3 separate regions of the Mus musculus genome follow, and all the other regions are linked to region 3. A link is a contact called in public promoter capture Hi-C data. All regions are on one chromosome and are shown on one strand. Each heading gives the region's core, a stretch centred on a gene start, on an enhancer-like site or on the middle of the called end of the contact. The rest is flanking DNA. Distances are from core to core; before and after follow the strand shown. Region 1 holds the start of Gpr108 (G protein-coupled receptor 108). Region 2 holds the start of Tbp (TATA box binding protein). Region 3 holds the start of Ppp1r11 (protein phosphatase 1, regulatory inhibitor subunit 11).

What was found. Promoter capture Hi-C pulls out the DNA fragments that hold promoters and counts their contacts.
Region 1: a promoter capture Hi-C map of second pharyngeal arch cranial neural crest shows a contact between it and region 3. The contact joins the promoter of Gpr108 here to the promoter of Ppp1r11 in region 3. A contact is called at or near these places in 2 of 39 promoter capture datasets (cranial neural crest and second pharyngeal arch cranial neural crest) and 1 of 484 Hi-C or Micro-C datasets (uterus).
Region 2: a promoter capture Hi-C map of pre-B cells shows a contact between it and region 3. The contact joins the promoter of Tbp here to the promoter of Ppp1r11 in region 3. A contact is called at or near these places in 2 of 39 promoter capture datasets (cranial neural crest and pre-B cells) and 1 of 484 Hi-C or Micro-C datasets (CD4 T cells).

Annotation. Positions count from the first base shown.
Region 1 is chr17:57,246,379-57,249,078 of GRCm38.p6, forward strand. It overlaps Gpr108 (G protein-coupled receptor 108), which reads right to left and starts at 1,311. Exons shown (of 17, transcript NM_030084.4): 1 at 1,133-1,311; 2 at 386-505. The coding sequence starts at 1,258. It also overlaps a transcript of Trip10 not described here.
Region 2 is chr17:15,498,597-15,501,388 of GRCm38.p6, forward strand. Tbp (TATA box binding protein) reads left to right here and starts at 1,292. Exons shown (of 8, transcript NM_013684.3): 1 at 1,292-1,428.
Region 3 is chr17:36,950,435-36,953,134 of GRCm38.p6, forward strand. Ppp1r11 (protein phosphatase 1, regulatory inhibitor subunit 11) reads right to left here and starts at 1,358. Exons shown (of 3, transcript NM_029632.3): 1 at 989-1,358. The coding sequence starts at 1,072.

The DNA.
Region 1 (2,700 bases), core at 61-2,560, about 20 Mb after region 3:
TATCTGGGGCTACATAGTGAGGCCATATCTTTTTTTTTTTTTTTTTTTTTTTTAAAGGACATGAGATTGGGAGGAGTTTGGGAAGGTGGGAATGGATTTTGGAGGAGTTAGGGGGAGAAGCGTGTATGATTAAAATGCATTATATACATGCATATATGTTACATATATACTGGCTGGCTAATTTCTGATCCTCCTGCCTAAGCCAGCAGGGACACTAAGATGACAAATCTGTACCCTCAAACCCAGACTGCATGAGACACTGTATTCATTCTTAGGTGACAGGTGGGGAAGGCTATGAGACTGGCCACAGATCACACCGGTGAGGGACAGAGCTAAGACAGAATCCCAGAACTTGCACACTGAGTCCTCCCATGAGCCCCCTCACCTTTGGCAACTTCTTTTCTGTCTCCTGGAGGCTGAGTCGCAGTAAGCTCAGCTCTACTTCCAGGGAACCATTGGTGTAGAATCCGAAGCTGTTCAGTTGGATGTCAGCTCGCTTCTCCCCCTGCAGGAAACCAAAGACACAGTGGCACAAGGGCACTCTCCCCACCAAGTCCAGCACGACGGCGTGTTTCCCTGAGCGTCTCTATACATTTTTATTCAGGACAGGAGCATGTGAGAAAGCCTTCCTGGGTACATCGTATTGGTGCTGGTGACATTTTCCTACTTCAGTCCGAGGCAGCTAGAGGGTGGGGTTGTGTGTCCATGGGGTGAAACCCTGGCAACCCCATGACAGTCCCCATATAGACGTGCACCACCCCGAGAGCGGGCTACATAGGCTGGTGTGACTAGTTTCGACTTTCCAGAAAAGTTTTCGATTCTATCTGGGCTAAATTTTGAAAGTAGTCTCCTGTCACTCCCCTAAGTGAATTCCAGGAAGATCCTACCAGGTGGTACCCCTTCCTCCCAGGTCCTATGGTTGTTACCAAGTGTTCCCTGAAAGTTTAAGCGCCAGGAGTCAGGGGTCCCAGGAGATGAAGCCCCGCCCTCTAAGCCAGGCCAACCCATTACGAGCACCGGGCGGGGAGACCCCGGGACGAGACCACTAGCGGCCTGCAGTGGGGGGTGCGGCTGCTCCATCCACCGGCGGAGCTATGGGGGGAGACAACGAGGCCAAGCCTGCGGGGCTCACTGTGAGAGTCAGCCGGTGGATACGGCCTGAGCAGCCGCTCAGCGTCAGCACCAGCAGCGACAAGTATCCCCATCGGCACTGCGTTGGGCTCTCGCCGCTGAGCCCCCTCCTCTCGCTCACTGCCATCTCTGGGGCTGCGACTGCCCCCCGAACACAGCCTCTGACGCCTGATAAGGCCTACCCACTTTTCAGCCAATAGTCGCACGACGTGGTCTAGTCACCCAATTAGCAACTGAGATTCTTTTGATTGTCAGAAGGCCTCCCAAATGGGCGTGCTTATCCTTTTCAGCCCCGGCTTTCATACTCTCCAATCGCTAAACAGATTGTCCCGGATGTAGTTTGAGGAACAGGACGATTCACCAATGATCCAGGAACCCATATCCGTCCCTTAAAGCGGAATTCCTTCAGCAACTCTTAACGGTCCAAGACTACATTACCCAGAATATAGAGGGAGCAGATCCGTGCAACGAAGCATGCATAAACTACATTTCCCAGTATTCCCAAGGACGCACTTCCTCTCCCACCCCTCACTTCCCCGATACCCTGCTCCCGGCCAGAAGTGGAGACTTAGTCAACGTACGCGTCTATGAGCTTACCTTGTTTCAACTTTGCTGGGCCACCGAAAAGCCTAAAATTCTTCGCACTATGCTGATCTCTAATCCTCGGCTGAATGCCGCTGTAGGTCCTACCTGAAGACTCCGCCCTAGGCGTAACCTTGCAGCAGCTGAGTTCCCTACTTCAAACTGAAACATAGGCTCCTCAATTCCTACTGAGTCCTCAGATCTGGAAGAGTCCCAGCTGCTGGATCCTAGTTGTAGCTTGCAACTCTTAATTAGATTGCTGACCCTGGCGCGAAGCTTCCCACCGTAGTGTGATACCTTTTTCGTCACTGGGACTCTGAGTCCTTCTCCACCCTCCTCCACCATCCCTCTACCCCACTTTACATCTCAGAGCTTAGCCCACAAGCCACCAGCAGGTGGGGCCAAGGCCTATTGGAGCCTCAGTTCCAGCACTGGCTCCAGGGCGTCTTTCCTCAGAAGTCTAGACTGCTCTTCTAGCTGCAACACAATGGTGTTTTGACACTTGCGTAGCGGCGGAGAAAGCACCTACAGCCAGGGAGAGTGGGGTGGGAGCCAACAGGGCCTCTTCCCTTTTATCCGGGAGCCTTAAGGGGGTTTACAAGGCGTGAAAGGACTTTTATGATTGGGAGGACCCGAAATCCTAAGCCCCAGGGTCCCAGAATCTAGAGGCAGTTCTGATTTGGGCCTTACATACTGAATGAGGCTGGAAAATGTGTAGTCAAGTGCAAGTGCGCGGTGCTGTGCGTGCATGCGTGTGTGTGTGTGTGTGTGTGAGTGTGTGCCTAGCCCAGAACGGTGCCCAAAGGACAACCTGTCCTCTGTTTCTCAGAGGAGACTCTGGCGGGAAGGAAGAGAAGTCAGGATGCGGTGGTGTTGGGGGGTGCTAATGGACCTGGCCTTGGCTGGATGTGCATCCTGGGCAAGATCGAAGTCATCCCATCTCTGTGGCCGGAGGGAAACAGACTATTAGTGAGACGAAATGGAGAT
Region 2 (2,792 bases), core at 42-2,541, about 21 Mb before region 3:
TGCTGCATTCAAGGCCAATCAGGACGCATGTCAACTGTGTGGTGTACGCAGCCACGAGACCCAGGAAGCAATACCAGATTTCTTTAGCCAGAATATGATGGTTAATATTGTTAATTTCACAGAACTTAGCATCATGTAGGTAAAACCCATGGATGCGTCTATGCGGGTGTTTCAAGGTTTAATTGAGGAGCGAAGACCCAACTAAAATATAAGCGGCGCCACCTCATTGCCTGGATTTCCCGACTAAATAAAGAAGAAGCGAACTAACATTTATCTATTTATGTTTCTGGTCTGTGGATGCAATCCAGTTGGCATGCTTCCCCCTGGGTTGTATCTCCTCAAACAGTAAGACAACATAAAACCCGCTTCCCTTATATTGCCTCTTGACAAGCCTTTGTTAAGTTTTCTCAATTCCCCAGTCTTCTGAGGTTTCCTGTACTTTCAAGAGAAAATGTTTCCTTTAGGGGAAAATAGATACACAGTACTATTGTACTTATTAGAGTCTGTGTAAATAGACAACCTATACAACACCTACACACATAACACACAGATACTGTCCATCACACACACAGACACACACACAGAGAGAAAGAGAGAGAGAGAGAGCGCTAACCTTAACCTAAAGGAGCTCATTACCTCGTTGATAATGCAAAATACAAGGGAAAGGAAGTACGCAGAACAACACATGTATATGCCTTAGATGAACTTCAGAAGGAAAAAAAAATTAAGATATGTTGGAATCAATCAAGCATTATGAAGCAGCCTAAGAAACAGCTGACGTTTTCTTGTGGCAGCAAGGAAGAGAGCTGGTAGTGACCGAGCTAAAAATAGAAATGAATCTGTGACTACAAAGTCGCTTGTTTTGTTGTTCTTCCTTGAACGTAAGTTAACATCTACTGAGAACATGATGAGGAGCGTTTGCTTGACATTTTCCTTAGCCACCTCACAAATCTCAAAGGGGAGGAGCCAGTAAGCTTGCCAAGCAATCTCTGGAGTTCGAAGCCAGCCAGTTCTACAGAGTGAGTCCCAAGAAAGTCGGGGCTACACAGAGAAACTCTTTCTCACAAAAACAAATCATGGAAGACTGAGGATGTAGTTCAGTGGTAGAACGCTTGCTTGGGCTTGATCGCCATTGCCACATCCCCAACTGTTTCCGCTACACACTCAATAGATCTCTCTTTGACAGCTAGAAAGGGCCGTCGGAGGCCCCGCCCCGGAACTGCTGGTACCCGGCCCGCTCGTTTCCTTCCCAGTGTCTCACAGCTTAAGCACAACAAATCGGACTGCAGTCAAGAGCGCAACTGGCGGAAGTGACGGCATCAGATGTGCGTCAGGCGTTCGGTGGATCGAGTCCGGTAGCGGTGGCGGGTATCTGCTGGCGGTTTGGCTAGGTTTCTGCGGTCGCGTCATTTTCTCCGCAGTGCCCAGGTAACGGTCCTTTCATCCTTTTCTCTGCTTGGAGGCCTTAATAAAGGCGACTTCTGCAGCGGGTCCCCGGAGTTTGCCGGAGGAGACGCGAGTGGGCGCGCGGCCGGGCTGGGAACGGTCCTCCGCGCGCGCTGCGGCGGCTCCGCGAGTAACCAGTCTCTGGACCATCGCCTCGGCGGGGTCCTGAAACCCAGTACCAAGGGTGAGCGTCTCCGAGGGGCTGGCACCGGACAGCCCCGCGCACCGCACGTCTCAGCCGCTTCCCCCGGTGGGAGAGTTTTACCCAGGCCTGCAGCCGCCCGTTTTGTCCCCAGTAAGAATAATTCTGTTAGGAAGCGGTTCTCGAGACTCAGCATCTCGCCAGAAGCCTGAGAGTCAAGCTAATCGAGATTAACATAAAAACGCATGCTGCTTTATTTACACACTGTCGGTCTTTAGCCTCAAGTTAAGGTGGTTTTCCAAAACTCCGGGTAGGCTTCTCTGGAAAAAGATGCCGGACCGGTTAGGCAGACGCTTGAAGACTGTGCGGAATCGGTTTCCCAAATACTCAGTTTGATGGCTCAGTTTCCAAAAGATGAAAACCCAGAAAACAGCCTAAAAATAAGTTTGTGCAGCGATTATTGCGATTTTAAGATTGCAGACGAGAAAAGGTGGTTTATATCGTCTGCAGGTGTGAAATGACTTCTGCGAAGCGTACAACAAATTCCCCAGTCTATATAATCAAGCGTTCAGTAAACTTCGTTTGCAGAAAGAGATCTGGATAAATAACTGGTTATACTTTGGACATGAAATCCAACTTTTTTTTTTTTCCTCAACCAAAGCAGTGATTGAAATTGAATTTTCAGTCTTCAATTTTCTCAGATTTATCTGCTCTTTGACACAGGAGATACTCAAACTGCACCTTAAAATCCTTAACTGTTTCCATTGCCTGTGTAATGACATCTTACATTCTGAATTATGCAACCCCACCTACAGCTGCTTTGTCATCTTTTGTAGTGACTTTACATACTGAGCCTGTCACACACTGCATGCTCTTCCAAGGCTTTGTCCCCCCCTTTCCCTTCTGTGATTTGTGCTGCACCTAGAGTGCTGATTTGTGTTGTTTTGTTCCTTTTGCTCCTTTTGCTAGACCTGTGTTACATTGCCCCTGCTTTGTGCGAGTTCCGGCCTCTCAGAAGGTACTTGACTTTAGTTATGTCTTTCTTAACTTTTTAAAAGATTTACATATGTGAATGTTTTGCTTATCTGTCTATATGTGCACCACATGCTTGTCCGGGCCCATGGAAGACAAAAGAGAGCATTGGACTCCCCAGGACTGGATTTACAGCTAGTTGTGAGTAGCCATGTGGGTGCTAAGATAATCA
Region 3 (2,700 bases), core at 108-2,607:
GGGATGGGGAGACATCTCTGTTGGTAAAGCTCTTTTGGTGCAAGCATGAAGACCTGAGTTTGATCCCTTGTATCCACGGGAACAAAAACAACAACAAAAAGTCAAATGTGGTGGTGGTGGTGGTGCAAAAAGGCAGATCTCTTGCTAGCCAGACTAGCCTATTTGGCCAGCTCCAGGCACAATGACTCTGTATCATAAGTAAATAAATAAATAAATAAATATAGACCATGTCTCAGACATCTGAGGTTAACTTCAGGCCTACACACACACACACACACACACACATATCAAAATAAAACAAATATCCAAAACCCTCCTTCTACAAAAAAGCCTTCATTCTTTCTTCTCTCATCTTCAAGCCCAGGGCTCCCTAATCCTATCCACTTATTCTTTAACATTCTGGCATCTCTGGTAATAACTGCTAAACTACTAATCTCCTTCAACCCAGACATTGTCAAACCCAACGCATCTTTCTCCCTTTGAAAGCAATTTGTTTTTGCAAAAGTTGTTTGCTCATTTGCTTCTCTCCTCCCTGATCTGCCAAAACACACTTCACCTTATTTTCTTGTTTCCTCATTTCCTCCGCTTTAACACGCACCCATTCCATGACTATCTATTGGTAAGCACTATTGGTAAGTACTCGTTCTGTACATTTGCCTCCAAAACCACGCCTTCTCAAATGGCGTTTCACTTCCTCCCAGTACCTTTCTGGCTCCTTAACCCAGTTTCCGTTTATTACGTACATAGACCACCACCCCAAGCCTTAACACCTATACTCTAATTGTAACTACGGATTAAACAATCCTTGACCAGTCACTTGAACCATTTGAGCGGCTCCAAGCATCTCTATTTAGTTCCTTGCGATTTTCCCAATAAGAGTAAACCCCACATGATGTCCCAGATCCCAAACCCACCAACTTTCCAAACCCCCCTCCCCCTCCCAGTGCCTCCCAGACCCCTAAATAGACCCCCTGCCCGCCTTTCTCACTGGCTCGGTTGTCTCGGTAACCGTTGTCTCAGTAACCGTTGTCTCAGTGACGGTCTCACTTATCCCGGCCCCTGTCTCCGCCATGGCTAAAGCGAAAAGCGAGAAAGCGGGATGAGACACCCTTTCCTTTTTCTGAGCCTCAGAGATCTAAGAGAACCGGTACAAGACTCGGAGTAGAGGCCAGGATGCTCTAGCTTCTTAATCTCCCCTACTCCTCCACGGCCTCTGCTTCCCCACCCCTGGGGAAAACCTGTCCAACCCCACTTCCGGCCTTTCACTTCCGGTTGTGACGCATCCTGCAGAACACAGTTTCCCTTCCCCACCACCGCCTGGGTCAAAGCAGGCGTCGCCAGAATAGTTCCGCCGTAATGCAATAGTGCGCAGACGCTGAGGTTGGCAGAAGTGATGTCATAGTGGGGGGGGTGGGGCTAGGCAAGGCTTAAGTTCATTGGCTGGTCAACTCGAGGCCGTTGTGCTGAAAGGATGAGGTCTGTGTGCCTAGAATCCTTACCCTATCTGCTGTATCCATAAGCTTAGGTGAAAAAATTAGGTGGGACAGGGAGCTATCTCCAAATTCCTTTTTATCATTCTGTCAAGGAGCGGTTTTCCAGGAGCAGGAAATACACTGGGTTCTAGCCGTCTCCCTGTTTGTTGATATCCCAGTGAAGGTACACTAAACCTGAAATTTTTTGACTGTAGTAGGCCCTAAGATTAAAGCCTGAAACACCTAGATTACCATTTAGCTCCCAGTTTGAGGAATGCAAAGGTTAGATGCAGGGGGCAGAGTAACAAATCCAAATTCATCTGGTTAAATTTTGTTAAATCTCTCCACTATCCATCCAAAAATACCAGTTTTTGTTTCCTTACAATGAGAAACTAGATTTAGATAAGATATATGTATAATACATATAAGTGCATCTTTTTTGTATTGTCCTTGTAATGGTTTTCATTTAGGCTTACTATGCTCGAGAGTCCAAACGGGGGGAGGGGGCTCTAATTTGTAAGCTCCTAGCTTGTACAAACTGTCGTGGCAGCCCGCCTACCTCTTTTAACCAGACATTGAAGGTTTTTTTTTGTTTGTTTGTTTGTTTGTTTGTTTGTTTTGTTTTGTTTTCCCAAATAGGGTTTCTTTGTGTAGCCTTGGCCCTTTTGGAACTCTCTCTGTAGACCAGACTGGCCTCAAATTCAGAAACTTACCTGCTTATGCCTCCTCCAGTGTTGGGATCAAAGGCCACCACCACCACCCAACAAAGAATTATTTTATTATTATTATTATTCACTTTACACCCTGTTCACTGCCCCTCTCCCAGGTACTCCCTCCCACAATCCTTCCCCCATCCCCATCCCCTTCTCTGAGTTGGGTGGGATCCCCCTGGCTATCCCCACACCCTGACACTTCAAATCTCAGCGACACTAGGTGCTTCCTCTCCCACTGAGGCTAGACAAGGCAGCCCAGCTAGAAGAACCTGTCCCATGTACAAGCAACAGCTTTTGGGATTGTCCCTGATCCAGTTGTTTGGGACCCGCATGACAACCAAGTTGCACATCTGCTACATATGTGAGGGGAGGACTAGGTCCAGCCCATGTATGCTCTTTGCTTGGTAGTTCAGATTCTGAGAGTCCTAAGGGTTAGTTGACTCATTTGGTCTTCCTATGATGTTCTTATTCCCTTTGGGACTTGAAATCCTTCTTTCTATTCTTCTATAAGAGTC